Linked DNA regions of Mus musculus: regions 1 and 3 are each linked to region 2. Evidence: chromatin contacts called from public ChIA-PET data. All regions are on one chromosome and are shown on one strand. The core of a region is the stretch at or near the end of the contact, and the rest is flanking DNA. Distances in the headings are between cores, read along the strand shown.

Region 1 (3,114 bases), core at 607-3,106, 200 kb before region 2:
AACCCTTTGTGATCCAAATGCTACACTGTGTAGGTTCAAGCCTGTGTGTGTGTGTGTGTGTGTGTGTGTGTGTGTGTGTGTGTACATGTGTGCCTGTGTTTGAGAATGAGTGTGTATGTGTGTCTGCATGTGCTATGTGCTTGTATGTGTCCATGTGTATGTGTATCTAGAGACCTTATAAGAAGGGCTACCGCAAGTTTTAATACTGCAAGGAAGCATTTTCATTTTTGAATTTACAATATTAATGTTAGCTTTTCAGACTTTAGTCTTATCCCTGAGGGAAGATTTGATTTTTCTGTAAGCCAAATATCAGAGAAAAGGGTATGAGGCTAAAGCTTAATATCCCAAAGAATAATAACATACTGGTTCCTATTTAAACTTTATATAGTTTGGGTGATGTGGCATTTATGGTCATTTCTTTGCTCAGATACAGTAAATTAAAAAATATTATTCTTCACATCTATTTACTTGTGTGTGTGCAAGTGCACACATGTATGGATATTAGGGACTATCCTGCCAATTCTAGGGACTGAACTCAGATTGTTACAGTTGGTGGGAGGACCCTATATCAGCTGAGCTGTCTCATTGGCCCCCCACATTACTTACTTAAAAGGAAACTAACCTCTTAGCTTAATGAAAAGACTTGAAACATAACCACAGAGCGTCAGCAGACACAAGCTCTTTTGAGTTTGAGAAGACATTTGCCACTGTATTTATGTCAGAAAACTATTTTCAATTCACAAGAGTTTGCTTCAAAAGGTCTCTCTCACCAGATGGGACAATCAAGGCATTGCATAGCAGTTACATCATGCCTTAAACATTAAGGAAAGGTGATGTTTGGGATGCATAGAATCTCCAAACAGTGATCTGAACACCCATGGAAGGATGAGCTCTATACCCATAATTTGAGGATCAGATCAAAACCTATCTGAGGAGCACTCGCCCTTTCTATTTTTAGGTGAGGCTGAGTATAGCCATGAATATTCCTGGGATTAGTAATTGGGCAGTGATACAGGTTTTTTCCCCCCTAGTTTTATGTGGATTGATTGATTGCCTACCCATACACCATTTTTTTTTAACTCTTGAACTCGCCCTCTACTCTTCCATCTCTGTGTCTGACCTGTGACCTTTCATGCCCAACCCGATGGGATCTCACCCCATTTCTTCCCAAGCAAAATGAAGCAAAACAAACCATACAAAATCAAGCCTACCTTGCTATGAGAACTTTCCAAACAAATTAGGGGAGGGAGAAAAGACAATTTCCACCCAATTCCAATCAGACTAACAGGCGATCCTCCCTCCAGGACTCTCCCAGGGGCCCTCGGTGTGTTTGGTCAGTCGTCTACAGGACATTTAGACTGTTTAATCATGATTTTACACTGTAGTAGTCTTGGTGCTTAGATACTTAGAAATGTCTGAGGCGGAGCCATCAAGCTCCCTCTGAAGTCCCCTGGAGGACCAGTCTCCAGCCAGCACCTTGTGTTTGGAGTTATTGATTTTATGGCGTGGGTATAACTTATTTTGGGTTCCTCTCACCAGGTACTACCGAGGGCCAACTGAAACAGACCACTAGTCTTGCAAGCATTTGATGTCAGTCATCAAACCCCATTAAATTGTTCCAACTCTGAGCTAGATAGATATTCATAACCACATTTTAGCATATGGATCGTCTTTCTGGTCCTGCTCCTCTGGACAAGTTCATGTTGAGACTGAGAACAGTATTATCATCTCCTGGCTTAGCCAAAGCATCTTTAATTCACATCGAACACAAATACAACGACCGCAGTGTGCATTCTGTGTTTATACTGTGGAGTGCAGGAAGGAAGCAGAGCCCACTTCCTCACCTTCTCTCTCAGACACAACGATTGATCTCAACCATTGGCCATCAGAGAAGGCTCCTCGGCTGTTAACTATCGACAAGACAAGGAAGAGTGAGGCTCTTGGTTGTGATTTCTGGGACACAGGATAGGAAGCTAACGTTTGTGGTAATGATTGCCATCTTTATCGGACAACCACTAGAGAAAGACAGGGGGCATCCTAGGACATTGCTACTGCCTCATCATGGGCACCTGTTGTCCTGCCTGGCTGAACTTGATGGAATAAGAGCAGTTTAGTGGGAAAGACCTGCAGAAAGCTGTCCACATGGTGGCAGGCGGAGATTGCACTCACTTGGGGGAGGCAGTGTATGTGTGTGTTTCTGTGTGTGCATGTGCACAGGCCGGAGGACAACTACAGATATTCCTCAGGCACCCAGGCACTATTGACCTTGCATTTTTGAAACAAGGTCTTTCATTCACTTGGAGTTTGCTGTCCATTAGGCTACTCTAGCCAGCCCGAGAGAGTTCTACTTGTCCTGCCTCTCTCCCCAGTGCTGGTATTTCATGCACTGTCACCAAGCTTTTTTTTTTTTCCCCTTTCCTCTTTAAACTTGGGTTCAGGATCGAATCAGGTACTTATAGGGTAAGCACTTTACTGACTGAGTCATCTCCTTAGTCCTACTCAGATTGGTAAGTCCAGGATGAGAACTGCATTCCAACGCAAATGTGTCCCTCGAACTGTCCATCCGCTGTCAGGACTGATAGTTTCCTCTTATTCTTCCCTGCGCTTCTTTCCCTTCCCACTGGGTTCTAGATTGGAGACTCAGCTGATGGTAGGGGGCTCTGCTCTAAGGAAACAATTAAGATCTACCAAACCAAAGATCTACTGGGGACCACGTAAGCTCTTCTCTGACTCCTGGGATCGAGAAGGAAGGATCCTGGTGCTATGCCCTATTTGTATTTATCTCTTTTATTTTTTCATTGTTTGACATTTAATGAACAAATATCATGTGCTACAGAGTGCATAAGAATTTAGTAGTTGAGAGGCATGAAGCCGGCAGGGGAACTGACTATAAGAAAATAATCAAGAGAAAATGTGTCAATTATTATTAATAAGTTTTATACTTCTGGGGACAGTGTTTCTATTCTAACATGACTTTTTATTATTTGAAAACTTAAGCATTAAGTATTAGATGATGTAGAATAATTTGTACAGGTAAATTATTCCATTTTTAAAAAGTGTTTGTGTGTATTGTTGTATACAACATGTGAAAATGCCCACAGAGGCTAGAAAAGG
Region 2 (3,107 bases), core at 20-2,519:
CAGAAAAGTAGATCCTGCTGGTCTACACTGCACCTAGAATAATGACTGAGGCTGCTTGTGCCCAGGAGAGTCAGTTCTGAACTCTCCCCAAAGAAATGACTTTATTAAATAAGAGTATGGAGAAACGGTCAGGCCTAAAGTCACTCCAAAAAAATAAAAAAAGTTTTCCTTAAGTAAGAACAAGATGCCAGTGCATAAGCCACTTAGTTCACCAGAGAGACCTAAGAAAAGAGACAGTGAAGAATCATCCTGGGCTTAAAATAAATTTCAACCACTGACCTCAAAACCATCTGCCAAAATGTATTAGGCTGTGGAACAATGTATGCTCTGAGAATTAAAACAAAACAAAAACAAGTTATCGGTGAGCACTTCATGTAATATTACAGCTGGAAATAAGTGAGGCAAACACATCCCAAAAAGTGATATGGAATGAGCCCTGCTAAAACCACTATCGCCCAGATGACCCACCCAGGGCTGTAATCTCTGAGAAACAGACTTCACTAGAATTGCCTTGCCAACTCACTAAACAATCAAACAACAAGAGGAACAGAAGATGGAGAGCCACAAGGGGAATCAACATCTAGAATTACAGACCCTAAAACCCTAGTTTCCAAGAAGAGATTTTTGAGTTGTGCAAAGACAGGAAAATATAACCCATATACAGGAAAGCAAAGAACAGGCAATAAAAACTACCTCGGAGAGCCAGGGGGTGACAAAGCCTCATTACGAATGTGTTAGAGGAAATTCGGGGACTCATGCTTAAAGAGTTAAAATAAGTCAGTCAACAGGGACAACACAAGATTCAATTAGTAAAGTAGCCAGGACAAAAAGTAGATGCCTGTTTGCCTAGGGCCAGGGTAAAGGGGCTGGTGACCTCCTCCTACATTCGTCTAACTGGTGATATTTTGAAAGGGGAAAGTTCCTGAGAAAACTGTCATAGTGACCTTACTAGGCACTGGTGGGCACGACAGGGTCACTCATCTCTAGAGCATCACCCTGATCCCTCCGCCTACCGCCCCTTCTAGGGCTTTTCGAGGGACCACAGCCGGCAAGCGCCTCTTCAGTCGTGAGCTCCGAGATAGACGCATTTCCCGCTTTCCCTCTCCATCTCCCGCAGGAGGAACAGGGCCCGGACATGCGCACTGAGTTGCTGGCGGGGAGTGGGTGGGGCTCGCGCGCCTGGCTGGCTCCTTGTGCGCATGAGCGGAGCGGCCGCCAGAGCGGAAGTGGAGCTGCGGCGGGGAGGTGGAGCGGGAACGCGCTGAGGCTGGGTGAGCGGCTGACATGGCGCACTTGGGGCGTCTTATGGTTCCCCTGGCAGCTCTGGTCCTGCTGCTCTGGGCGGTCCCTGGGGCCCACGGACGGCGGAATAACGTGCGCGTCCTCACCGATGAGAACTGGACGTCGTTGCTGGAAGGAGAGTGGATGATAGAATTGTGAGTGCGGGGCGCTTGTCTGGGTGGCGGTGGCCTCCGCCGCCCCGTCCCTCAAGCTGGACACCTGACCAGCCCATCTTCCTCGGCCAGGTCTTGAGGTCCCAGCCTTTGCCGCCCCCAGCTCCAGGGTCATTTCCTAACCGGGAATATTACTTTTCTATCTAAGCGTGCACTGAGCCTCGTCGTTGCTAAGCACTGTGGTGCGATTAAAGGATTACGAGCTACATCGAATTCTCTGGAACAGACTAGCGGATTTGAGGGTGGGATTGGGTTGCGATGGAGGTCTTGGCTGTTTCTATAGACTTTTAGTGATCTTTTGTAGACATCCAGACTTTAAGTCTCCAAATTTTTACAAAAGTTGATATTGAACAAAATCTTGCTTTTAACCTGTCATTCGGAAATTGCTATGTTTATTCGGAAATTGGTATTTGTAATGCCTGAATTTTGAGCTCTTTATTTATTTTTATTTTGTGAGTTAGTTTTTTTAAATTGTAAATGCCAAATAAATGGGAATATATTAAAATCTTTATTTTCTTTTTTTTTCTTCTTGCCTACATTCATTTCTTTTGATATGAACCTCATTTTTCCTTGACCGGTGCGTTTGCAATTTAGAGAATGGCTTGAATTGTGATTTACAGGCCTGCGAATGGTATTGCACATGCATTAGTATGATTATTGATAGGCCCTTTAAATACTCCAGTTCATCATTTACTATTCAAACAAAATCACTTATCTTGTGTGATAATTCTACTTCAACAGTGTCCGCCGTCCTGCTGCTGTAGGAAATAAACTACCTTTGGCCTTTGTCTTAGATGATAAATTAGTGGAATGGTTAATTGACAGTGTTCCTGATACGGCATTATTGATGTGGCGAAAGCACCACCATTGAATGGTCATTGTTTACTGACACTACCCAGTATCTTTACATATGTTTTGGGGTGGGTAATTATTCTACATAATTCCTTATAGTAGATAACCACTCCCATCCCCTGCTTTACCGATTGGCCTGTTCAGATGCTGTCATAGTAGCTTTGTTGGGCTTCAAGAGTAAATATATGCAAGCGTTGTTAGCAACCCTTAAGCAAGATTCTGGTGTTTGCCTATGTTGTGATTGTGTTTAGGGCTGTACACTAAGGAAGAGGTGGAAGTGAACATCCTCAAGAGAGAACCTGGGTGAGGTCCATGATACCTGAGTTGTGAAACAAGAAAAAGGAGATTGCAGTAGGGAAGACGTTTAGTGTACTGACAGTTGGCCGTTCACTGAAGTCAGTTTTCAGGAGAGGAACGCTAACCAGTGCTGTTAGTTTTCAGTCACTGTCATGAATAGGCAGGAGTGACATGATATGTAAAATATAGTCAAATATTACAGAAAGATACCTATAAGCTTTCTTTTGTCACACTGTAAATATCCACAAAGGGTATAAAGGGGACCTACAGTAGCATAATGCTGAGATAAAAACATCCATCTGAAATGACAGGGTCCCATGCTTCCCTTTATCTTTGGCTAAAATTTGGGAGTTTAAAGAAGCTCTTAAGGGCATGGAGGGGTGGTGCTGGAAGGGGTCATCTATCAGGATGTAAAGTAAATAAATAAATAAATAAGGGGAGGAAGCTCTTAAAAAGCATTAGGAAACAATACACTTGATAGTCATAATATTCCTTAGCTACAAA
Region 3 (2,907 bases), core at 13-2,512, 230 kb before region 2:
AGAAGATCAATTCTTGTTCTTAGGTAGGCTTTCCACCAATGCTGCCATCCTCTCGATAGCCCAGGGAAGCCTGGGAAATCCTCAGAAGAGCGCGTCATGGGACGATGGCGAACAGCCTACCTGAAGAACTTACATACCTTACTACTAATAGGGGCACTAAAGCACACAGCCGCCGATGTAGAAAGGCTTTGATGAAATGAAACAGATGTAAGTGACTTTCTAGTAACTTGAGAGCAATGCTTATATATATATATATATATATATATATATATATATATATATATATATATAAGCATCCCCTTTGATGGCTCCCTTTAATCCTACTGCTCCTCTTTAGGAGCCACCAGGATCACTTAACACTTAAACTCTAATTTAGTATTAAACTCTAATTTAGTATTATACTCAATCCATACTCTCCCCTGTGTCTCCCTATATACATAACTCGTAGAAAATTCACCTTTTCTAAGAATATAAATAGCATCGCGTTGCATGGGTTTTATTGGGTTTGTTTTGAGCTTGGTGATCCACACAGCAAGTCTGTCTATTTCAGCATCCTTCTTTAAGGTTAGGCTGCTTTTAATGGGGTTTTAGAAACGGCACCGTGACATGGCGTTCCTGTGGTTTCTCCTGTCGTCTTGCGCACACGCTGCATTGGGTGTTTGCTTTGGAGAAACTCTCCTGAGCACTGGAGATGCTTGGTTATAGGTTAGAATGTTTAATAATCAGGTCAACTTGACAGGATCCAGAAGAGCTCAGGAGACGCATCTCTGGGGATGCCTGTGTGGGATTCTTTGAGTTAATGGAGGTGGAAAAATCACCCTGAATGTGGAGGGTACCACCTCATGGTCTGGGGCCCTCAACTGTGTAAACATTGAAAGCTGGTTGATCATCTACTCTCCTCTGCTTCCTGGCTGTCGATGCACATGACCAGCTCCCGCTACCATGATTTCCACACTGTGCCTTGGAACTCTGAGCAACAACAGAGCCTTCCTTCCTTAAACTGCTCTTGCTGGGTGACTTGTCACAGCATGTAGAGCTAGTATTATACTTTAAGTACTTTCTTCTCTGTTCGCTGGAAAGCCATTATTCAAGTAAAGCCAAGAACTCAGTTTGTCTGAATGTGAAGAGGTATATTAATGACATCACTGCCTGCCAGTCAACCACAATATCAAACTGAAGCCTGCAAGGTAAGAGTAGGGCTTATGGGAGTCGACCAGCCATAAACAAACAGCAGTGATGTAAACGGGTGGCTGTGGAAACCCTTAAGTGAACAGGAAGGAAATGGCTAGCTTTGGGGTTTTAAGCAATGTCTGAAAAGGCTTTGAGCAACACCTCTTTTCTATGTGGCCTGTGATCAGACCACAGGGCAAAGTCAAGAGCAAATGCGTCTACAGTAGGGACATGCTTTCTCCTTCTTCTAAGAAAGCCACTTGGCTCTTCTAAGCACGGTTGTGTATGGCACCCAAAAGGGCATAGATCACCCAGACAAAGTAACCTGCTCCCGCTGTCGCTTACCAGCAAGCCTCCCAAGACCGCCATTGCCAAGGCCGGCATCTTCTTCAATTTCTTCTAACTCTTCCATGTCCAATCCAAGCTGAGGAGAGAGGACAATACTGGATGTGGATACGCACTCAGGCTGTTCCAGAGACAATTCCACTTACTGAGGCACTGGCCAGCTACCAGGGTCATCTCTGTGCTTGATTTGGCCTTGGTTCCCCTGAAGCGGTTCTGGCATTGCATATAAATTGCAGAAGCTAGCAATCATTGGTGCCAGTGGTACAAGATGGAATAGCCAGGCACAGAGAAGCACGAGTCTTTGGGGTCCATTATGGACCATGCCACTTCCTTGACACTGACCCTTAGTCAGGTTGCTAAACCTCCCTTGTAAAAACGTGGAGGCTGGGGCTGGTGAGATGGCTCAGCGGGTAAGAGCACTGACCACTTTTCTGAAGGTCCTGAGTTCAAATCCTAGCAACCACATGGTGGCTTGCAACCACATGGTGGCTCACAGCCATCTTTAATGAGCTCTGACACCCTAGACAGCTACAGTGTACTTATTTATAATAATAAATAAATCTTTTAAAATAATGTGGAGGCTGAAAATACCTACTTAATTTAGGGTTGTGAGTCAAATGAGATTATATGAACAAAGCAACAGCATTAGTTTTGGGCAGAGTCCTATGTTAGCTATTATTTAATCTTAAAAAAAAAGTATGGGGTCATCGAGGTGACTCTCGGTAAGTGAACTTTCTGTTAAACCTGATGACCTAGTTTAATTCCCAAGACAAACATGACAGAAATAGAGAATAGGCTCTCATGTATTGTCCCTCTGATCTCCACATGTGTGCTGATGTGTTTCAGCACTAATGTGTTCATGCTATACATGCAAACACACACACACACACACACACACACACACACACACACACACAGTGTGACTCTTAAATTAAAAGTATATCATGAGATTAAAACTTTAGAAACAGTGCAGTTTCAAGCTGACGGTAACTAGACTGAGTGGCAAGATGGTCAGAAGGTGCAAGGTCAGACTTCTCAGGACAGATTTGAGTTCATCTTCGCAAATCCAGTGTGTTGTCTCTAGTAGAGTCAAAAGCTGATAACCCCAAACCAGGTAGTGATCCATGCCTGTGAGCCCTGATGCTTGGCACCAGCAGGAGGCTCACTGAATGGGGACAGAATCCCCCTACTTTTCCCTAGGATGTTTGCCAAAGTGCAGTTCTTTGAATGCAGAGACAGTTGTAAGATCCCTTCTCTGACATGCCTGGAATCACACTCCTGAAGCCTCTGACATTGGATCTCCATTAGAACCCTATAGCGCAGAGTATACTGTAGAGCACTTATTTTAAGGGGAAACTGGTGTTCTGGTAAGTTCAGTGACTTAGTCTCTGT

Evidence for each region. ChIA-PET counts read pairs in DNA pulled down with a chosen protein or histone mark.
Region 1: an RNA polymerase II ChIA-PET map of memory CD8 T cells shows a contact between it and region 2, with 15 read pairs. The contact joins the enhancer-like site here to the promoter of Tmx1 in region 2. A contact is called at or near these places in 17 of 39 promoter capture datasets (the 3T3-L1 cell line, 3T3-L1-derived adipocytes, the HPC-7 cell line and 12 more), 1 of 484 Hi-C or Micro-C datasets (cortical neurons), 4 of 115 datasets of contacts at active chromatin or transcription factors (T-cell acute lymphoblastic leukemia, embryonic stem cells, large pre-B cells and 1 more) and 3 of 9 other capture datasets (adipose tissue, liver and pancreatic islet).
Region 3: a contact with region 2 is called in an RNA polymerase II ChIA-PET map of effector CD8 T cells, with 4 times the contacts expected there. The contact joins the enhancer-like site here to the promoter of Tmx1 in region 2. A contact is called at or near these places in 5 of 39 promoter capture datasets (the 3T3-L1 cell line, embryonic stem cells, hippocampal neurons and 2 more), 2 of 484 Hi-C or Micro-C datasets (cardiomyocytes and erythroblasts), 10 of 115 datasets of contacts at active chromatin or transcription factors (bone marrow-derived macrophages, effector CD8 T cells, embryonic hindbrain and 5 more) and 3 of 9 other capture datasets (adipose tissue, liver and pancreatic islet).

The regions. Positions count from the first base shown.
Region 1 is chr12:70,256,160-70,259,273 of GRCm38.p6, forward strand. The region is part of intron 8 of Trim9 (tripartite motif-containing 9); the gene reads right to left. Among named protein-coding and RNA genes, the nearest start is that of Gm38467, 26 kb to the left of the region's middle. Within about 2 kb of position 1,857, at least 11 of the 459 cell types and tissues checked have an H3K27ac peak or open chromatin away from gene starts, as enhancers often do. A contact at or near this core is called in memory CD8 T cells, where this site is marked.
Region 2 is chr12:70,451,885-70,454,991 of GRCm38.p6, forward strand. Tmx1 (thioredoxin-related transmembrane protein 1) reads left to right here and starts at 1,270. Exons shown (of 8, transcript NM_028339.1): 1 at 1,270-1,436. The coding sequence starts at 1,285.
Region 3 is chr12:70,218,074-70,220,980 of GRCm38.p6, forward strand. It overlaps Pygl (liver glycogen phosphorylase), which reads right to left. Exons shown (of 20, transcript NM_133198.2): 3 at 1,516-1,594. Among named protein-coding and RNA genes, the nearest start is that of Pygl, 8.2 kb to the right of the region's middle. Within about 2 kb of position 1,263, at least 73 of the 459 cell types and tissues checked have an H3K27ac peak or open chromatin away from gene starts, as enhancers often do. A contact at or near this core is called in bone marrow-derived macrophages, effector CD8 T cells, erythroblasts and 1 more, where this site is marked.